Linked DNA regions of Mus musculus: all the other regions are linked to region 4. The links are chromatin contacts, called in public HiChIP or PLAC-seq and Micro-C maps. All regions are on one chromosome and are shown on one strand. Each heading gives the region's core, a stretch centred on a gene start, on an enhancer-like site or on the middle of the called end of the contact. The rest is flanking DNA. Distances are from core to core; before and after follow the strand shown. Region 1 has its middle 63 kb from the start of Gm13497. Region 2 has its middle 74 kb from the start of 1700057H21Rik. Region 3 has its middle 82 kb from the start of Gm32360. Region 4 holds the start of Rnd3 (Rho family GTPase 3).

Region 1 (5,008 bases), core at 1,911-4,410, 160 kb after region 4:
AATACTACCTGCATCCTAAAAATATTTTAGGCTGTGTTGTTCGAAGCTCTTCAAATACTTGGACTTTAATTCACAAGGCTGAGCTTGATTATACTTAACAGTATGAGTTTATTCTTCTCCACGGAAGTGAATGAGGTATGGACACATATTAGTCTTTATTTAAAGCAAACAAAAATTATTAATAAATGTCTTCTGTGACTTTTACATTGTTCATTTAAGCTAATAATTAATCATTACATTAATATCAAGACCCTTAGCTGGGCGTTGGTGGCACACTCCTTTAATCCCAGCACTTGGGAGGCAGAGGCAGGCAGATTTCTGAGTTCGAGGCTAGCCTGGTCTACAAATTGAGTTTCAGGACAGCCAGAGCTACACAGAGAAATCTTGTCTCAAAAAAACCAAAACAACAACAACAACAACAACAACAAAAAAGACCCTTTACACATCAACCTGAGAAACAAATGTGTCAGTGAGATGCCTAGCACTGTAACAAAAAAACATGGTAAGCAACTGATAGGAAGTCCTAAATATTACAACCCTTCCAAGGCCATGCTTTTAGTGACTGGAAACCCTTCCATTATCTCATACCTCTTAAGGAACCTGTCATCTCTAATGGTACCATGGATCTGGAAGCAAGGTCAGAGCCTTGTGGGGTAGGGGTGGGGCTTCCAGATCCAAACTCTAGCAACCACTGAGCACATATTGCTATATCTGAAACAAATAAGAATCCACTAAGTTTTTAGTTAAACTGTGATTACCAAAACTACTTGTCACTAACTGAAACGCCAAAAGAGTAGCCAGCCCTTTGCTGTATTGGTATGACAGGAGTTCTTGGAAGCACCGATCGACCCTTGTGCCCCTGCCTCCACTGCTCAGGATAAGTTGTATCTACAGGACATCAGGACATCTTCATTTACTTATCATATTGTCTTTGATAAATAAGCCAGTGAACACAGAAAATGTATTCAAGATTATAGGAGCCTGTTTGGCAATGGCAAGACATTAATATTTTGAAGTAATAATAAAATAAAATAGTAATAATAACAAATAAATAATAAAAATAAAACAGTTAACAGTTAAATTATGAAAAGATTCAAAAGAAGATGGTTGATTGAAGAATTAGGGGGAAACCTGAAAGTTCTTTTGGAGCATTGATAAAGGCATTTCCACTAGCAATTGAGGAAAGATGCAGGATGCCATTTCTACTAGCAATTGAGGAAGGATGCAGGGCTCAACCTTGTTCTCTTGGGGGGGGGCTTCTCTGCCTAGGACCCACAGAGGACTCCTAAACCAATGGTCCTTGGACAAAATACAACATGACACACAAACAAAGAAAAAAAGTCTTATTCAAGTACACTTGGAGAAAATGGGAGCCAAGTCCTACAGGTAGCTGTGTTATAGAGGCATTCTGTGGTCCTTTCAGTGCTAGTACTCTTTGTTAACCTCAAAGACAGGGCATAAATGAGTCGTTTCTAAAACCAGAACACCCCTTAAAAGTATAGGAATATAAGTGGACATTGCATAGTTTTGAAGAATGTCAGTTTGGGAGACACAGCCCAAAGATACCAATTTACCTTGCATACAAAAAATTCAGGTATATCTGGAAAGTTTAGAAATATATTAGCTTTTTGTGCATCTCTCCTAAGATGTGCCAGGGACCTAATATTTTACCTGCAGTTTTCCCAGTTGTCAACTTTATTTCTTCTTTCACGTCCTTTTTCTTTGCATGAGAATGTCCAGGGTCACTTACTCAATTCATATTTTTACAGGTATAATTCACTGTCCATTTTAGTAGCTTGTATTAGTTGCTTTTCTTTTTATTTTATTTTTTCTCATTAAGTCACCTATTCCATCTATTTCCTTGGGTTTATAATACACATTCTTTGTTCCTTATTTTCTCTGCTATCCTCCACACACAGCATACATGCTCTAGAATGTTTCTTTGCTCAGTGTTGATTCCAGAAAATGCAACTACCTGCCTTATTTGAGAGCATAGCTGGGTGGGCTCTCTCTCTCTCTCTCTCTCTCTCTCTCTCTCTCTCTCTCTCTCTCTCTCTCTCTCTCTCTGTGTGTGTGTGTGTGTGTGTGTGTGTGTGTGTGTGTGTGTGGTGTTGATAGAGATACCTCCAAGGACAAGAGGTAAAGCACAGCCTAATTCATATTCAGCAGAGTCGTTTCTTTGGCAGCTGAAACAAACCTGCAGAAGTCCTGCTGTCACAGAAACAGACTCAGACACCCACCCCTGGCTCGTCCACCTGCACATACACTCAAGGGAGATTGTTCTCCTGGCTTTCGGATTACAGCTCCCTCACAGTGGGCTGTATCGCAGCCATGAGTCATGAGAAGCTGAAAGAGTCAAGGCCTGGTGATGCTTATAGGAACCTTTAGTGGGCAGAACATAATTACAAAATCCAGCCCTAAGTGCTATTTCTCATTATTTATCTTCCAAACTGCCTCCTCTGCCTCAGCACAACGTGACAAAAGGCCCTGGCTCATCTGAGTGACTGGAGAACGTGCTGCTTTGTTTGGTGAGATATTCTGGATCCTAAGTGCGGCTGGCTCTCTGGTTTGTGAACCTTGATCAGCAAGTGCTCTGCATTTCTCTGGTAGTCTTTGGAAACAGGTATGTAGATGATTCACAAGACTATTGAAGGTCTTTAAAAAAATGACAGATGAATCATAGAAAAGACGACTAGAGCAGTACAAAAAAAAAAGCTGAAAATGTTCTGCTTGTAACCACCCATCCTTAGTAATTATTCATTTGGGGAGAAAAAAAAATGGATTCACTTATTTTCACTTCCTGACATTAAAATGAACTATGAATGAACCTTCTTCTTCTTTTTTAAAAAAATAGTTGTTGTGTCTTGTTGCTTATTCATAAAAAGATGGAACTGTTTTCTACTGAGTGGTTTTCCTGTGATAATAATAAGCTTATCATTAGTTTGAATTTTCAACTCAAGTGTTCTCATCAAAGACGGCTGTTGAACAGAATGAGAAATTGTTGTCCCTTCCTGAGATTTTCTCAGCTCTCACCGGAAACATGCTCCCGCAAACACTGACCCAGCTCAACCCCACTCCGTTTCTCAGAGCAGATGAGGTCATGTCCTGGTGTGGTGGCGCTCTGCACTGCAGTCTCAATCATTTGACCATTGCTGGCATAAAAAAATGGGACCCAGGATTTTAGATTACACAGCCATCTAACAGAGGAGGGTACTGTCTGTACGGGGAACACTACATGATTCATTTTTTCTTAGAAAAAAAAATTAAAGTCATATTTCTTTGATGTGTCAGCAGTGTTGACTGAAAGCAGATTGCAGATTCTTTGTACTCAACTAGAGGGAGAAATCCAGGGAGGGAAAGCAAGAGAGCAAATGTGAGGTTTCTCTTCAATCAAGCAGGGTTAGCGCTGTTTCTAGCAAATTCACCTAAATCAAGTGCATAGCTCTTGGAATGTAATAGTGTAACCTAATGATGCTCACAGAGAGGCCATAGGAAGAGGAAAATGAGAAGAGAAATAATTATTCTTGTCTGTCTAGGGAGAGAAATGCATGGGGAGGGGACACACAGAGCCTGAAATGTTGGTGTGCAGTGGGAATACAAGGACGCACATTGAGAGCTACAGGAAGAGGAAGAGATCATTCCCGAAATAATTTGGAAGTAGGACCAGAGGCTATACCGAGGCTCTCTGTTATCTTTGTTCTTCCTCTCGCGTCATTCTACTGGGATCCCATCAGGCTCTCTACAAAGATGCACAATGTCTATGGACAATAAACATTACACCTGCCCGAGAGTGGGGGGAAATTAGCCCACTAAACACAAGAAGTTCAGCTGTGCCATCCCTAAAGCTTTCTGGGAAAGAATGGCTTGGAGCTATGGAAGAACATAGGCATTTTCTGGAGGCAGAAGGAAGGGTAGTGACTCATCTGCTTCCTTTATATGGAAATTATCCTCTGTGTCCCCTTGGGCTGCAAGGATTCCCATAGTTGAGGATTGCTACTGCCTGATAATGTCTCCTAGAACAGCATCACTGTGCTGTAGTCTTTTATTCACTTAGAAGCTTCAATGCCTGTGTCTTCCTTCTTTGACTATCACTGATTGTGCCCTCAAACCAAGGGTGAAACAAACCTAGGGATGATTTCTAAGGTCTGCACACTCTGGTACCAGAAAGATACTGGGAGTTCCAGGAACTCCTTGGAAAACAACCAAGTATGCAGATGTAACAAGGTAGTTGCTGTTTGATCTCTGAACAATACACACTTTCTCTAACTAAGATGGCCAGCTCACCCAGGGCTCAAAAGACAGCCTGCTATATGCAATTAGAATCTTACTGAAAAGTAAGAGAATTAACAGAGTGGATTTAGCTGATTGCAGCAAATCACAACTAAGGTAATGAACTTGAATGCATGGTAAACAACACGACTTTCTACCAGCTGAGTTAGATGCAACTTCTTGTGCTCAGCTTGGGCTTTTTGATGTTTCCGTGGCTGTTGTTTTAAAATCATGAATAGCAGCAAGGATGCCTAGATGGACCTTCACATCATGAGCACAGCACTGTTCACACCAAAATCGTAAAATATCCTCAACAAATGGAGTTAGAAAGAACACCTGCCAAGGCTCCCTTCATTGCTTTGCAGGAAGCTTTACAAATGGTGCCATGAGAGTCATTCTAAATTAGACTATCAGGCTGACAGGCCTAGCATCACTGGCTTGCACAAACCTCATCGAATGTGACAGGATGGAAATCTAGGTGGCATAATGAGGCATGGGAGCAATATTTTCAAGGGTGCTAATAGTTATTCCACGGATCTTTCCCCTCAAGGCAAGTAAGCTCCCCAAATTCATATGTCTATTTTCATGTATTTTCTTTTTCTTCATTGTTCTCCTTCCATGAGTGATGCACCGACATCCAGTGGGTTATGCCAGATTTCAGATATATACTTCCCTCCGGGAAACAAAGGATGCTCAGGCTTCTTGACCATTTGAATGGAAAGCAAACTTCCTGGAGGAT
Region 2 (5,321 bases), core at 2,802-5,301, 220 kb after region 4:
ACAATTGGCGTGTGTGTGTGTGTGTGTGTGTGTGTGTGTGTGTGTGTTCCATAGGTTCTCAATACCTAACCCTGGCAGGCCTGGAACTTAACTATGCAGACATGATAGACCTTGAAATCACAGAGATCTGCCAGCCTCTTTCTCTGAGTGTTGGAATTAAGTATGTTCCCCTATACAGAGGTTTCTTATTTTATTTTTCTGGTTTTTTTAAACCACTGGCTTTTTTCTTTGTTGTTATTGTTTTTTGTTTTTGTTTTTGTTTTTGTCTTCAGAATCTCAAAATCACATTATCAAACTGTTCCTTCCCAGGTTTGTCTAGTTACCCCTGAAAAGTGGGCCGTCACCACTGTCACAGCTTTCTCCATGCCATACTGAGTGTCACAGAGCCCCTCTGCCCTTATGGACCAGAAGACAGTTCTGGGAGGAAGTTTTAAGAGGCACCAGGAAGAGAAGAAAACAGAAATTTTCATGTCTCAGAAGTGTTAGACACATTAGCACTCACCTTCTTCCTCCCTAAAAGGTAATGTCTAAAGATAGTGTCTCAGTGTGAGGTCAAATTTCTCACTGTGTTGGCTGAATTCTTCTGTTGTGTCACTGTGTCACTGAGCACCCCAGGACTGTGCCATTTCAGTCACTGTTCAAGGCACAGCCTGAGACTCTGTCACCACCGCTTGTTACTCTGAGCTGGACGTAGGGTTGGCTTTCTGTGTCTGTTCCCAGTGAGGGGGAACACAGGCATCTGGCACAGGCTGGTGGCTAAAGTGCTGGGTAGGAAGCACCTGTGGGGTCTGTTTGATGAGCATCTTAATGATGCCAGCTGGACCACAGTACCTGAGCATTACATATACAAAGGCAGTTGATTCATTAGCTACGTGTGGTCAAACCATCTCAGCAAATTTTGTACACCACAGGAAGTCACACTGGACATTGTGCTTCTGAGAATATTAATCTTGTAGCATTTGAGTAGCAAGAAGACCCCCCCCCAAAAAAAAAGACTGAAGACCCTCAGAACTGGAAACACCACCAGACACTACTGGTCACATTCTCATTTACTCCTGGTCAGTTCAGCCATTAGTTGTACACTCAAAACCAGCACAGAGCTATCTCATAGAAGATTACCCTAGCCTACCTGCCCAGAGCTTTAAATAAAGTTTTTAAAAGGTATAGAGTGTCATGACACTGCTGGCCATCTCAGACTTCAAGAACAGCTTCAGCTACATGTGGGATGTAAGACCAGCCTGGCCTATGTGAGACAGTGCCTCCAAAACTAAAACTAAAAGTAAATGTGTAAAGAGGGAGGGTTACAGCTCACTGGTAGAGTGCTTACTGGCTTGAAACAGGTCCTGGATTTAACCTCCAAGGCTGAAAAACAAAATCTTTCAAAAAAATTAAATTTACCCAAAGTCCATTCCCAGCTGTCCCCCATCTCAGCCCAAATAGTCTGACATGTGTTGGCATGGTACACAAAGATTTTGAGCCTTTCAAACACAACAGCTCCAGCTGACTTTATTAGCCAAAAATATCTCTCTGCAATTCTTTCTCGTCAGGCCAGTCACCTAAGAGTGTGACTGTAACTGATGGGAGTTAGTTGCTCCTGTTCAATAGAGACTGAATGAAAGAAGAGAGGAAGATGACAGTAAGCCAGTGCCACAACTGAAAATGACCCACATGGCTTATTAAAATCCCGGGGCTAAAAATAATAACCATAAATTCAAAGTGCTGTCATTGACGCAACTACACACACACACACACACACACACACAGAGACACACAGACTTGCTTGCTTGCTTGAAGACTTGTGGGAAAGTCAGTTGAGAGATGATCCAGACTTCCCTTCACCCTCCGTGTTTGCATGAGAGAGAAGACAGAATTCACTCGCACATGTCTGCAAGTAACACAGCAATACAGCAATCGACTCGCTCTCCAAGTACATCTGCCTTCAAAAGCTAAAAATCTCTGCTCTGAAAGCCAAAGGAGCGTTCCAGTGAGAGCCGGAAACTAGGATTTTTTTTTTTTTGGTGGGTTTTATACTTCTGCAGAGACATCTGCTTGCAGTCACCTTATGGTCTCAGCATTTCTGTAGTTACAGGAGGACAACTATTTTCAGTTTTTGGTCCAAAGCATGTTTTATACTTCCTGCCAATGTGTGGCTTTTAGAAAGCTGGACAAAGTGCAGCATTAATGTGAGACGGCGTTCACAAAAATGGGCAATCACAGTCAAACTGGAAAAGCTGGGGCCGTTGCTTCCTCCTGATCCTCAGAGGGTCCGCTGTTTCTCACCTGCGGCATCTTCTTCCGCTTCCGGTTATCCAGCTTTGCCTTAGCAAAATGTATCCCTGAGAGAAGAAACACAAACAGGCATAACAAAAAACATACACTCTGCACATACAAACGACTCGTCTATTTATATCCATATGTTAATAGATATTCACATTTAAAATTATCCTAGTGTTTGTTTGTTTGTTGTGCTGATGAAGCTTCAATCCAGGGTCTTGCACGCGTTAGCAAGTGAACTAACATCCGACCACACTCCCAGCTCTCCAAAACCATTTGCTTAATTGAAAAATGATGCAGCCACGCTGTATCTGTAAAACAATCAGGTTCAAGTGTTTGAGTTGGCAGGCTGGGGCCCTGGGGAGCAAGGCACCAAGTATTTTAGGTCCAGTTTCACCGCTCTCATCCTTGTCTGCTAAACTAGACTTGAGCTCCCTGCAAGCCCCTTCTTAGTCCTCCCCCATCTGTGAATCCATTCATCAATATCTCCCAATCTGTGTGACGTAAATAAACAAGCGAATCTGACTCTCATGAAAGTGAAGGTTCTCAGTCCACCCCTTGACGGGCTGCCTCCTGTCCTTGAGACATGGGCCAAATGGGAGGAAGACAATCACAAGATGTGTAAAAACAGGTGTAACAGTGGCTTAATGTGTGGGTTTACAACAGAGGTGTGGCTACTGGCATCTTTGCCCACTAAACTTCTGCCTCTGCTCTCCAGTCATGCAAGTCAGCCAAGTGGAAACACTGTGTCTCACTCAGTATCACAGACTGCTTAAAAGGAAAACTGCTCTTCATTTCTTTGGAAAACAATGTGACTTTAGATATTGCTCAGAGCATGTCCTTGGTAATTTTTCCCCTTTATTTTCATGTGATTGGCATTGTATTATTTACCTTTTTTATAAAAAGTATTTCTTAGACATTTTCTTACACGTATGTGATATACTCTGGTTTCTCTTGCCCCACTGTCCTGTGTATTTCTCCTAGCCCTATCAACCCTTTCCTCCCAACCCATCCCTGTTCACGTTTGTGTCTTTCTGTTTTGAGGCCAGAGTCATCTGTGTGAACATGGGTTTGGAACTCTCCTTTGGAACTGGATGGGGTCACCAGTGGCTAGTCACCTGATGGCAGTGATTCCCCAATTTCCTGAATTTGTCACTGGCATTTTGGAAATACGTGAAGTTGTAGATAGTTCTCACTTCTGATGGAAAGAGATCACTTTGATAATGAGGGTAGGAAACAAGTTATTCAAACCAGTGTCTCCTAGCATTGAATGCTTAATGGTGGTACCCAAAGAACTCACCTACACAAGACCAAAAGGCTGTTGAGGTTCACCAAGGTTTGCAAAACAAAAGTATGTATAACACAACTGTGCCATCAAACTATGATATCTAAGAAACTTAAGAAGCCATGTGGTGAGGCCCGGAGAAGGTCTACACACACACACACACACACACACACACACACACACACACACAGAGAGAGAGAGAGAGAGAGAGAGAGAGAGAGAGAGAGAGAGAGAGAGAGAGAGATTCTCTCTTGCATTTTGAGTCTCTCCCAGCTTGCTCTCCTCCATGTTCGTCCTCAGGGTGAGCTTCTCTTGGCCATGTGCTCATGGTCCATCCTGACTCATAGTGACCTTCTTCTTTATCTTCCTCTGTCCTTTTTCCTTGTGGTCCCCCTACTCAACTTCAAGGCTATTCCTCCCCTCTCTCCACTCAGTCATAGGCTGTAGCCCATTATGACCCAAACAGAGATTATTAGAGAGCATTCCTTAGCACACATTCATCAAAACAATGACCTTGTCCAGACTGCAACTTGGTCTTGGGACATAGAATACACAGTGTCCCAAGAAACTTGCCTCTGAATACACAGAGCACAAGACCAACCACAACAAGAAGAAATGTGTGTGGGTCTAAGAGAGTCAGTAATCTGATTAAGAAAAATGTAAATTAATAGTTTTTCTTATTCTTTAAGAGAATGAACAGACATGCATAAAAAGTCATTAAGTGTGTGTGTGTTTGCATTAAAACATTCTGTTCTTTGTTTACTGTTTCTTCTCTCAAGAGAAAAATAAGCAAGAATAATGGCATGAATAAGTAAATAAAATGATAGCATAATGATGGTCTATGAGAAATATTCAAATTAAATAACTAACTTCAACAAGCTGGTGTTTTAGACAATTCAAGTTAAATTTACCTACTAAAAGATTAATGTCATTTTTTCCTGATTTTGGTACTTTGCAGTAGCAAGGGTTCATAACTATAAATGCAGAATGAAGATTATCATTTATAAAACAAAAGCATGTCTTCTCACTGGAAAGTAATTAATAGTACATGAGGTATTCTTCTCAAGGAACTCTCTGAAGTTGAGAATGGAAAGCCTTCCAGACTTCTTAGGAATGTGTGGTATAGATAGTTGGCCACCAGGAGAGCTTGCACCGCGCTGTCTTTAGAGTGGTTCAAGAAACACAGGAGGACACTGGGTAAGCAGGACAAAGAAGGCTAAGAAGAGCATCATTCACTAAACATAAGATCAGAAAGAAACAATAACCAGAGCAGCACTGGTGGACTCAGGAGAAAGAATTTGGAATAAGATATAACAATGATGAAAACTGAGATTATAAATAAAAAAGAATACAGAGTTTAAAAACACAAAACAAATCTATCTTTGTGGTGCTTGATATAACTGGGGAATTGGCCAAGTGACATAAATTTAAAGAAGCTAGGAGAAAAAGATAATTTTATAACTATCAAAATTATTCAGTAATTTTGGTGTTTCCTTTTTTTTTTTTTTTAGTGCCAAGATAGTTAATGCAACATCTTCAAACTAACTGAGTATTGATAGTGTGATGTGAGTTTTATCAATGAGGCATTTTTATTCAGAGGATGCTTCTTTCTGCCATCTCCGTATTCCTAGAATAAAATATACCGTTTTTGTGACTGGAAAAATGTCATGATGTCATATCGTGGCTTCTCTATGAGACAGAACACATAAAGGCAGACCAGTACATTGTGAATTGTGGATCTCTGGATGGCACTTCTTGGGCC
Region 3 (5,000 bases), core at 1,750-4,249, 140 kb before region 4:
AATAGCCGAGAACCACTCATCCCGCCCTGCCCTCTCCCTGCAACCATGAGTTAGGTACTGTATGGTTTTCTGGAGTTACATGTTAAATGCTTATGGCGTTCACAATAAGAAGTAGACAAAGAGCCAGGCGGTGTGGCACACACCTTTAATCCCAGCACTCAGGAGGCAGAGGCAGGAGGATTTCTGATTTCGAGGCCAGCCTGGTCTACAGAGCTCCAGGACAGCCAGGGCTACACAGAGAAACCCTGTCTCGAAAAACCAAAAAAAAAAAAAAAAAAAAAAAAAAAAGGAAAGAAAAGAAAAAAAGAAATAGACAAAGAGATTATGTAATGCTTTTACAACAAAATTCTTTCCATTCTCATTTATTAATTATATGACTAAATTTCCACAACATTGCATAATAAATACAAAACAATAATCTTAAGACTGCATCCTATTTACTAGTAAATAATAGTTGTTTATGGGTTTATATTCATAAAATTGGCTCTTTCAAAGTCAATCTATCCTATGAAGAGACACAGCTCCACTACAGTTTTTATGCTTAATAAATATGTATGCAAAATTAAGATAATTTGGAGGCTGGCAAGATGGCTCACTGGTTAAGAGTGCCGACTGCTCTTGTAAAGGTCTTGAGTGCAAATCCCAGCAACCACATGGTGGCTCACAACCATCTGTAATGAAATCTGATGCCCTCTTCTGGAGTGTCTGAAGACAGCAATACTGTACTTACATATAAAGAGAGAAAGAAAGAAAGAAAGAAAGAAAGAAAGAAAGAAAGAAAGAAAGAAAGAAAGAAAGAAAGAAAGAAAGAAAGAAAGGAGACAAACATATTCTTTAAAAAATTCTGATAATTTATGCTGCTGGTCAATTTTATGCTATTACTAGTTGTTACTTTAATCTAGAATATCTTAAACATTGAACACCTTATAGCCACCAGAATTTTCTTAAAATTTTTATGTACTATTCTGTACATATTCTATTTATATTATGATGATTAGTAGAATACTTCCGAGCAAAAAACTGAGGAAAATACTCCTATATTTAAAAAATGGATGGCCATGAATCAAAAAGCCATTAAATTACATAAATTCTACTAGATGTATTAAATATGAAGTTCTCATTCCACCTTTAAACTTCAAGGTAACCAACATGCCAGAAAACTATACTATTTAGAGCTACGTCAAGAGCTGTGTTCTTTGAGGGCTGGAGAGATGGCTCAGTGACTAAGAACAACTGTTGCTTTTCCAGAGGATCCAGGTTCAGTTCCCAGCATACACATGGTAGCTCACAACCATTTATAACTCCAGTCCCAGGGGGATCTGACACCCTCTTCTGGCATTTTTTAGGCACCAGGAATACACATGGGCACATACATACATGCAGACAAACCCAAAACACATAAAACTTTTTTTAAAAATTGTGTCCTTTAAATTTATATATGATTGTGCAAAGTGATTTCCTCAGGATAAGGTTCAACTGCTCGCTGCTTCAAGGGGCCACAGGCCTGACTACTAGCCTTCCCGTTGTCAGGATGCTGGTATTACCCCACTGATGTGTGTTGTGGTTGACCCAGGGGCTAATTATATTTGATGTTAATTCCTTTCTCCTGTGAGGGACTGTGAACAGGGAATGAGTCAGCACTCAGGTGATTTCCTGTAAATCTGTTTCCCACCTTAATTTGTAAAATAAAGGAGAACTGATGATTGGGCACAAAAAGGGAAGGTGGAACAGAAGATTGGGAGAGAGAAGAAGAAAATGGGAGAGAGGACACAGAGGAGGAGGAAGAAGAAGAAAAGCAGAGCAGACGTGTTGGGAACCTCTTCCCCTGAAGCACATGGCCTGGAGAATCCACAAGTTCTAAGGGGTCTCATAGATGTGGAAGATGGTAGTGTAGTGGTAGATCTGTCCAATCTAGGCGCACAGCATGTATTCATATTAATTGAGTTGTGTTTTCATTGGTGGGGCATATTTGGGATGGAGATTTGCTGCAACAGATGTATAAGAGTCACATATGTGATGTTTGTATTCCAGGTTTAAAAGAATATCTTAAGCATCATTTCAGAATGACACAGATTTCCCATAGTTGTCTGTCTTTAAATTGTCTAAAGCTTACTGACTGTCAGAATTTCATAGGTGGACTGCCCACAGCCAATTTCAATCTGTACTAAACTGGATGAAACCAGTCTTTGCTGGATGATTTTTCAGACCACATGAAATGAAACCCTATCTTCACCAAGTCTTGGAGAGAGAGAGAGAGAGAGAGAGAGAGAGAGAGAGAGAGAGAGAGAGAGAAGTGTTACCACAACCTGTAACTGCATCTGAGGACCTTGCTTCCTGCTTGATTGAGTTCCAGCACTTCTATGAAGAATTGCTCAGTCAGCTGCCTGCGAATGCTTCAGCCCTTTGTGGGAAACTGGGCTGGGGCACAAAATACCTCCTTCCCAAATATATGTGCTGTGGAGGGCCCAGCAAAGAGAAGTCAGGGTCTGGATGTAAAAGAGAATGTAAAGGATCATTTGTAATCTAAAAAAATGTTAAGGAATTACTTGAGTCTTACTCAATTTTGCAATTGCTTTAAAAAAAAATAAATTTGTAGGCTTCTCAAGGACTGTCTATATGAAGTTACAGTCTTTGGAAACCAAAAGTGTTGTTCTTCCCTGGATATTTGCACGTCACCATCACCCAAGTCCTGCCCTTCCTTGCTTGGTGCTGCCATGGAACTCGTGTATGCTGTGGAGCAAAAGACACTAAGTGCCTGGCCCTACTTTTGTTCCACCCCTCTTTTCCTCAAAGGACTGAACCATCCTCGTGGGGAATATGTACCCTAGAGGACCCCAAGAAAGCTCAGAGCTGCACTTCACTTACACCCTACAGCCTTTACTCCCATGGGCTTGTGTCTGGGTCCATGGTGAACAGGGAATTGCCCTCCCATTGCTCCTCCCATTGCTCCTCCCATTTGATTTTGGGCTCCTCATTCAGAAGCATCCTCCTAAGTTTATGCAAATCTTGCTTCTTTAGCTAGAGGGAAAAAAGAGTTTAGCAAATTCAACAGTCACCAGTCTAGACATGAGTATAGTTTGTTTTAAAAGTCATCGCCATTCACGGTGGCTCCTACTGTTTCAACACTAATTAACGGAGTTGGAATGTTAATTCAAATGATCAATTACTTGAACTCATAATTTCTTAACATCAAAAGAATTGATGTGAATCTCAGTGATGCCCAGGATCAGCCTCGGCTTGGACAGAGATTCTGAGAAAGGGGTATCTGGGAGCAGCAAAGCGAACATGGGTTTTTCGATTTGTTAGGTTACAAGCTGATACAGCCTGTTTTGATCGAAACAGCTTTCCAGATTGTGCTGTCTCTGTCTCTGTCTCTGTCTCTGTCTCTGTCTCTGTCTCCCTGTCTCCCTGTCTCTCTGTCTCTCTGTCTCTGTCTCGGTCTGTCTCTCTCTCTCTCTCTCTCTCTCTCTCTCTCTCTCTTTCTCTGTGTGTGTGTGGGTGTGTGTGTGGGTGGGTGTGTGTGTGTTCTTCTCCAGACAGCTTTCTCTTGCTTTTCTAAAACCTCTTGCATATCAAAGCCTCGTCTTTTATTTACATATCTATTCAGTTATTACCCCAGGTTCCCTTTTGATTATCTCATGAATCCGCATCCCTGGGCCCCAGCCCCTTGATTCTCAGAAAAAGACAGCAAACACAAGCACAGACAATAAGACAGCTGGGTGGAACTCCATCCTGAAATGACCATTCTTACCGTAACTGAGCCTTGACCTAAACTCACTGTGTGCCAGGCCGACCTTGAACGCAGGAATCTGCCTGTCTTTGTAAGAATATACAAAACAGCTTGGCTGTGTGGGATCTCGACACCACTTTCTAAATCTCTTTATCTCCTTCTTTAGTATCTTTCTGACAAGCTGGCTAATAGTGCAGCTGCCTCTGTCCCTTTAGATCTGTGAAGCTCCTATACAATTCATAGTCATACATCCTTATATTTCACATCGTTGAGAAATTCTGTATTTTTTAACTCATGTTTTCAGAGTTCCGCCCCATAGCCTTAAGGGCTGTCCTGAAGGTTACAGCGATTACCATTTTTCAGAGACCATAGCCACACCCCCTCCCAGATTCCTGTCTCTGATTATCATGGAGTTATTAACCTTGGCAGAGAGCACATTCCTAGAGGGAGGAACATAAAGTAAAAGTATATATTTGTATACAAAGCCTTATGCACACAGCAACCTTTGACCCCCATGAAGGCCCACACCCTGCTGGCTCTGTCCCAGGCATGGGATCCATGTCACAGTGTCCCTTCTGTGGCCGAGAGGGACTTGGCACAGTGGTAAAACCACACAACTACTTAGTATGTGATGATAGCACGTTTAATAAAATTAGGAAAATTTTAGTGAATTGTATAGATCAGAGTTAATAATTGTTATAAGTAAGTTATACATGTAAAGTATTCTGCTATGCAGAAAAAAATGTGTCAATATAATTTCTATAAAGGAAATGAAAATAATCCTTAATTATACTCTCACAATAGGTTTTTCAAGTCACTGAAATGAGCCATTAAACATAAAATTCTATCTTTCCAATCAAATGAAGTTCTACAAGAACAGTAATTATTTGAAGAAAAAAAAAAGGGAAAAGACAAAGAGGTTTATGTCAGATGGATTGACAGAATATTTTCTCCTTTTACTGAAATTAGATTTTTTTTTCTCACATATATATTCTGATTCCAGTTTTCCCTCCCTTCACTCCTCCCGGTTCCCCCTCCTCCTCCACTGGCATTCAGTTCCACCCCTTTTCTGTCTCATCAGAAAACATGCAGGCTTCAAAAGGCTAAAATGAAATATAATAAAATAAAACAAAAAACTAACACAATGGAATAGGACAAAACAGAGAAGGAGGAAAAGAACTAAGGGTGGGAGGGGCATGAGAAACAAGCAAAGACACTTCCGTCCAAACTCTCAGGAATCCCATAAACACACACACACACACACACACAC
Region 4 (4,823 bases), core at 87-2,586:
CACCCATCTCCCTCAGCCTGGAACACCCCACGCAACCCGGAGGCTTTGGGGATCTTCTCCCAGCTCAGCCTGCGCCCCTGCCCCCAAACCAGATGGCTGGTGACACCCATGAGGGGCTTCCTCCGCGAGCGGGAGGGCTTCCACGCTGCTCTGTATGCTCCAGCACTGGGCCACCCTGGCGGCCCGCTCCGGCACGGCTCCAAGGAAGGACAACACAAGGCCATGCGGCCACCAGAGGCTCCTCCAGCAGGGTCACTCCGGACACCTAGCGTCCTCCTGTCCCCAAGACCACAATCACTCCCATTGCTGCCCCTGCCCAGAAAGGATAACATTTTCCGGCGGCTCGGGACCGGGAAGTCCCTCAAGGAGCCACATTAGCAGACAGGGCACCAGATCCCGAGCCCCCGGGCGCACCGGTTCAGACCGCCACGCGGTGTGCCGAGTCTTACCTGAAGTGTCCCACAGGCTCAACTCTATTCTTTGTGTGTCGATTTCAAAACTGGCAGTGTAATTCTCAAACACCGTAGGGACGTAATTCTGGACGAACGAAAGGGACAGAAGAGGAAGGTGGCAAAGAGATTATTAAAAACACGACCCGTAGATCGAACACTTGAAAAACCACCAAGCCCCCAATTAAAAAACCACCACCACCAACAACCTCACACTCCTTACACAGTAAACACGCAGCCCCCTCCCGAGAGCCCACCCAGGTCTCCCCACCCGGCCTCCCACACTGAAACCAGCAAGTTTCTGGGGCCAAGAGCCCAGGGTGCTGGCGGGTCCCAGCCAAGACCCTTCCAGGACACTTTCGCTTCCCGGCCGTGTGGCGGCAGAGACGGCTGGGCATGAGAAAGATTTTCAAGAAAATCAGTGAAGCAGGAGAAAGGCGCAGTCCTCCAGACCGGGGACCCCACCAGCCGCTCCCCTCAAGACGTGCGGGTCACACTCACTTCTGGGAAGCAGTCCTTGGCGAAGACGTGGAGCAGCGCGGTTTTCCCACACTGGCTGTCGCCCACTACTACTATCTTGCATTTCACGTTCTGATTAGGATCCATGATAGATTTACTGGATAATTTCTGGCTGGCTCTTCTCTCCTTCATTGATGTTGCCTTATTTTCTCTTGGAACAGGAATTTTCTCTTTAGAAGAAAAAATATATATATATATATACTTCTCTCTATAAAAAGCAGATATAAAAATAAATCGCAAGGCCGGCGGGAACCCCTTTAAGCACAGCGGAGTGGAGGAGGAGAGGCAGCGGCTCTTTACTCCTCTCCTACAAGTTTTCTGCCTGACTCCGCGCCTCTCTTCCCAAGTCCAATTCCGATCGGTCTGCTTTGTTTCACGCTCTCCGCGCCGCTTTATACGCCCAGCCTTCCAATCCGCTCCGCTTTCTCAATGAGAGAAGGAAACCGATCCGCCTCCTCCCCTTTTATGGAGCCTGGGAGCCAGCACGGCCGCCCCGTTGGCGGAAAGTGTAAGCAGCGCGCCCTCTAGGGTGGCGTGCAGGATGGCTTGCAGACCCAGGTTCTGGCATAACCTGAAGGTGCCAGGCAGGATTTGCAGATGGGTAGGTTGTTCAGGGCCAGGGTGAGGGGAAGCAGATAATCTGTGCACATGGATTTGCATTGGGATTCCTTTCAAATTGCTTTCCAAGGGGCTCGCCTCCAGAAGCCTCGTCATCATTTGTGAAAATAAAAAAAAAAATTCCCAATCAAATTAATAATACAGAAGTAAATCTTGGAAGGGAAAGGCTAAGTTTTTGTGTTCCCAAACCCATAAAATCATTATCTATCTATCTATCTATCTATCTATCTATCTATCTATCTATCTATCTATCTATCTATCTACCTACCTATCATCTATCTTCTATCTATCTATCTATCTATCTATCTATCTATCTATCTATCTATCTATCTATCTATGTATCTATCTATGTATCTATCTATCTATCTACATATATAGTACATAATAACATAGATGATTTATTTCAAACACTAGAACTCGTTTTCCTTGACCTTTGTAGAGGACTGGCTTTTTAAACTGTCAGATTCAGCTATTCCAGAGAAGGTAGGAGGCTTTGGGGAGTGACATGATAATGTGAATAGGTGCAGGGGCGAGAAAAAAGAGAGATGACAAAAACTATCAGAAACTTGGCCGCAACTGCCACTCTCTCTGTGACAGCTCTAGAACCAGGGGTCTAAGCACTCTTTGCTCCCTTCAGCTGTACCCTCCCTCCTTCACCTAAGAATCAAGGAGTTGGACTTAAAAAGCACACATGCTCATTGTGGAAAATTTAGGGACTCCCCTCCTCCACACACGTACTCCAGTCATTCCAAGTCTCCCTTTCAACAAGTCTTAGAAGAGACAGACAAGACTGTGTTTGTTCTCTTGTCTTCTGAGAACAGTGTCTTCATTGCCAGTCACCCCGACAGCCAGGAAGCGTCAGTTATTAAATTTGTAGTGAAGGTGTCTGGGAAGAAAGTTCAGCCTGTGAAGGGCTTGGTCAAGTGCGACTTGAATTTCACCACCAGCACCCATATAAGGAGGCACTCCTGAGACAGACCCAGAGGATCCGTGGGGCTTGCTAGCCAGCCAATCCAGTCAAATTGAGGAACTCAGGATTCAGTGAGAGGCCATGACTCAAAGATAATGTAGATAGAAATTGAGGAAGATAAACAACCTCTGGCTTCCACACATATACTAAACACATACATATAAGTACTTACACATACACACACAACCCTTTAAGGAAAGTATAGTGACTGAATATGTAGTGAATTACTAGAATCATGAAATCACAGGACCTAGAATGCTATCTTACTTCTTTCAGACTCGAGAACCTTGAAGTCGTCCCCTAAAGACAGTCCTGAATCTATCTTTGGGGATAGGTGTGTTTTACACAGGCTGACCATGGAAAGGGCAGAGCTGGCCGAGGTCATATGTCTGCATTTGCCAAAATTTGCTTGGCAGAGCTTTATTCGTTTGCCCCAATATCATCTCTTAAAGTCTTAGGTTGCACTGTCATGTCACAGAGGGAAAAGTATCCTATGTGAACTTCATAGAGTTTACCCTAGCATTTCCCTAGTCTTCCTAGTGCGGGAAATGCTCCTCAAGCTGTTTGTGTGGTCGAGGGAGATTGGGCAGAGCAGTGGGGGCTTTCAGACAAAGATGCATTTAGGCCATGAGCTTCACAGCTTCTGGCTAAGTGACACTGGAGTAGTCATTTCATCTCTGTAAGCCTTAGCTTTATCTTCTTTAAAATAGGTTTCATGAAGACATTGGTAAGAAGATGACAATGGCGCCTGCCTGTACTTGGTATTTCCCTGTAGCTCCCACTTGCTTGCCCAGAACCAAGTCTCATGTCTGGGTGAATCCTGGATTCATTAGTCGACTTACTAATAAGAAGTGGGCACATTTTTGTTCTCTCTCTCTCTCTCTCTCTCTCTCTCTCTCTCTCTCTCTCTCTCTCTCTCTCTCTCTTTCTCTTTTTTAACCTATGACACTTCCCCTTCCAGAGAGATGACTTGGCCTGCCACATTCCTGAATTGATATAGTTTATATGGTCAAAGTCACCTTACCTACAATTAATTATTAGTTATTTTGAGTTGACTTGTTAATGAACTGGACATCAGATAATTTATCATCTAAGCTATATCTGAGCACCAAATAAGACACCGCCAATGATCTGGCAGGCCTCCAGGCTTAAAGGAGTTTACTCCTTGCTAATAGTAGTATAGTCACTTCCCCAGGGATTGCTCTGGAATTATAGTGGATAGATATTTTTAGAAACCAGGTGACCTGAATCTCCAGAAATTTGCCAGCTGCTAAGTGAAATGTAATAGACATGTGACTGAGTAGCAAATCAACTTCCTGAAGCCACCAGCACTTCTAGGAAATGAATTCTTTCTTTTGTCTTTTGAATGTACTTTTAACACCTAAACATTTAGTTTAGTAATTATTTATTAGGTGCCTGCTATATGCCAGGCACTGTTCTAGGAGCCTCAAATAGGGCAATAAACATGAAATTTTCTTTCTGCTCCCAGAGAATACATTTTAGACAGTGCTCAATAAAATATAAGGAAGAGAGTACACAAATCAGACTGAATGTGCTGAGCTCTGTAATGCAAACCAGGATTCTGTGAGAAAGCAAAGTTTAGTGGTGCTTTCTCAGTGTGTCTCCGTGGAGATGGATTCCTTGAGAGGAGGAGGGGGAGGAGGAGGAGGAGGAAGAGGAAGAGGAGGAGAGGAGGAGGAGGAGGGAGAGGAGGAGGAGGAGGAGGAGGAGGAGGAGAAATCAGCCATAAGCAGGCCTTACAGCAGGCTGTTCCAGGCAGGAACAGACAACAGGAAGGTCAGATGGAGGGAAAGTGTTTGGCAGCCTTGAGGAACAGAAGGAGGGCCAGACTGAGGCCCACTGAAGGGAAGCATCAGGAGAGGGAGACACCAGGAAGAGCAGGGGCTGGGTAACCAGTCTTAGAATCTGGACTTTTCTGGGAAGGGTCACATGAAACCAGTCACAGAAGGGCATATATCAGGGTCATAGCATGATTGTATGAATGAACAAGGAGGCAAACAGATGACTCTGGACCTGGGTCTGGATCTGGGTCTGCACTTTTCTGTAGCTTGGCTTCCTGGATGAAGCCTCATCTTAACTGAGAATATTGGACACAAACACACCTTAAGCCCTAGACAACGTAAAGATGCTAGAATGCAAAGAAATGTTTCCCTGGAGACACAGAATCACCCCATTGAGGGCATCATCTATGGCCTAATGGCCTTCCTTGTGCGGTGCTCCTTGTTAGTATTTCTTTGTCTTCTCGT

Evidence for each region. A called contact is a pair of places that touch in the nucleus more often than the background predicts. HiChIP or PLAC-seq counts read pairs in DNA pulled down with a chosen protein or histone mark.
Region 1: a contact with region 4 is called in an H3K27ac HiChIP or PLAC-seq map of the NIH/3T3 cell line, with 3 times the contacts expected there. The contact joins the enhancer-like site here to the promoter of Rnd3 in region 4. A contact is called at or near these places in 2 of 39 promoter capture datasets (3T3-L1-derived adipocytes and liver), 2 of 15 datasets of contacts at CTCF or cohesin (both in the NIH/3T3 cell line), 2 of 484 Hi-C or Micro-C datasets (granulosa cells and muscle stem cells) and 8 of 115 datasets of contacts at active chromatin or transcription factors (the NIH/3T3 cell line, bone marrow-derived macrophages, craniofacial prominence and 5 more).
Region 2: a Micro-C map of granulosa cells shows a contact between it and region 4, with 2.3 times the contacts expected there. The contact joins the enhancer-like site here to the promoter of Rnd3 in region 4. A contact is called at or near these places in 1 of 39 promoter capture datasets (frontonasal cranial neural crest), 3 of 484 Hi-C or Micro-C datasets (embryonic fibroblasts, granulosa cells and uterus) and 3 of 115 datasets of contacts at active chromatin or transcription factors (the NIH/3T3 cell line, bone marrow-derived macrophages and embryonic stem cells).
Region 3: a contact with region 4 is called in an H3K4me3 HiChIP or PLAC-seq map of embryonic stem cells, with 47 read pairs. The contact joins the enhancer-like site here to the promoter of Rnd3 in region 4. A contact is called at or near these places in 5 of 39 promoter capture datasets (the 3T3-L1 cell line, 3T3-L1-derived adipocytes, embryonic stem cells and 2 more), 1 of 15 datasets of contacts at CTCF or cohesin (embryonic stem cells), 7 of 484 Hi-C or Micro-C datasets (bone marrow-derived dendritic cells, bone marrow-derived macrophages, cardiomyocytes and 3 more), 23 of 115 datasets of contacts at active chromatin or transcription factors (bone marrow-derived dendritic cells, bone marrow-derived macrophages, embryonic forebrain and 11 more) and 2 of 9 other capture datasets (embryonic stem cells and liver).

Annotation. Positions count from the first base shown.
Region 1 is chr2:51,302,516-51,307,523 of GRCm38.p6, forward strand. No RefSeq gene overlaps it. Among named protein-coding and RNA genes, the nearest start is that of Gm13497, 63 kb to the left of the region's middle. Within about 2 kb of position 3,161, at least 64 of the 459 cell types and tissues checked have an H3K27ac peak or open chromatin away from gene starts, as enhancers often do. A contact at or near this core is called in the NIH/3T3 cell line, bone marrow-derived macrophages, embryonic fibroblasts and 2 more, where this site is marked.
Region 2 is chr2:51,361,555-51,366,875 of GRCm38.p6, forward strand. No RefSeq gene overlaps it. Among named protein-coding and RNA genes, the nearest start is that of 1700057H21Rik, 74 kb to the right of the region's middle. Within about 2 kb of position 4,052, at least 3 of the 459 cell types and tissues checked have an H3K27ac peak or open chromatin away from gene starts, as enhancers often do. A contact at or near this core is called in granulosa cells, where this site is marked.
Region 3 is chr2:51,004,087-51,009,086 of GRCm38.p6, forward strand. No RefSeq gene overlaps it. Among named protein-coding and RNA genes, the nearest start is that of Gm32360, 82 kb to the right of the region's middle. Within about 2 kb of position 3,000, at least 15 of the 459 cell types and tissues checked have an H3K27ac peak or open chromatin away from gene starts, as enhancers often do. A contact at or near this core is called in embryonic stem cells and reprogramming fibroblasts, where this site is marked.
Region 4 is chr2:51,147,775-51,152,597 of GRCm38.p6, forward strand. Rnd3 (Rho family GTPase 3) reads right to left here and starts at 1,337. Exons shown (of 5, transcript NM_028810.2): 1 at 951-1,337; 2 at 450-537. The coding sequence starts at 1,100.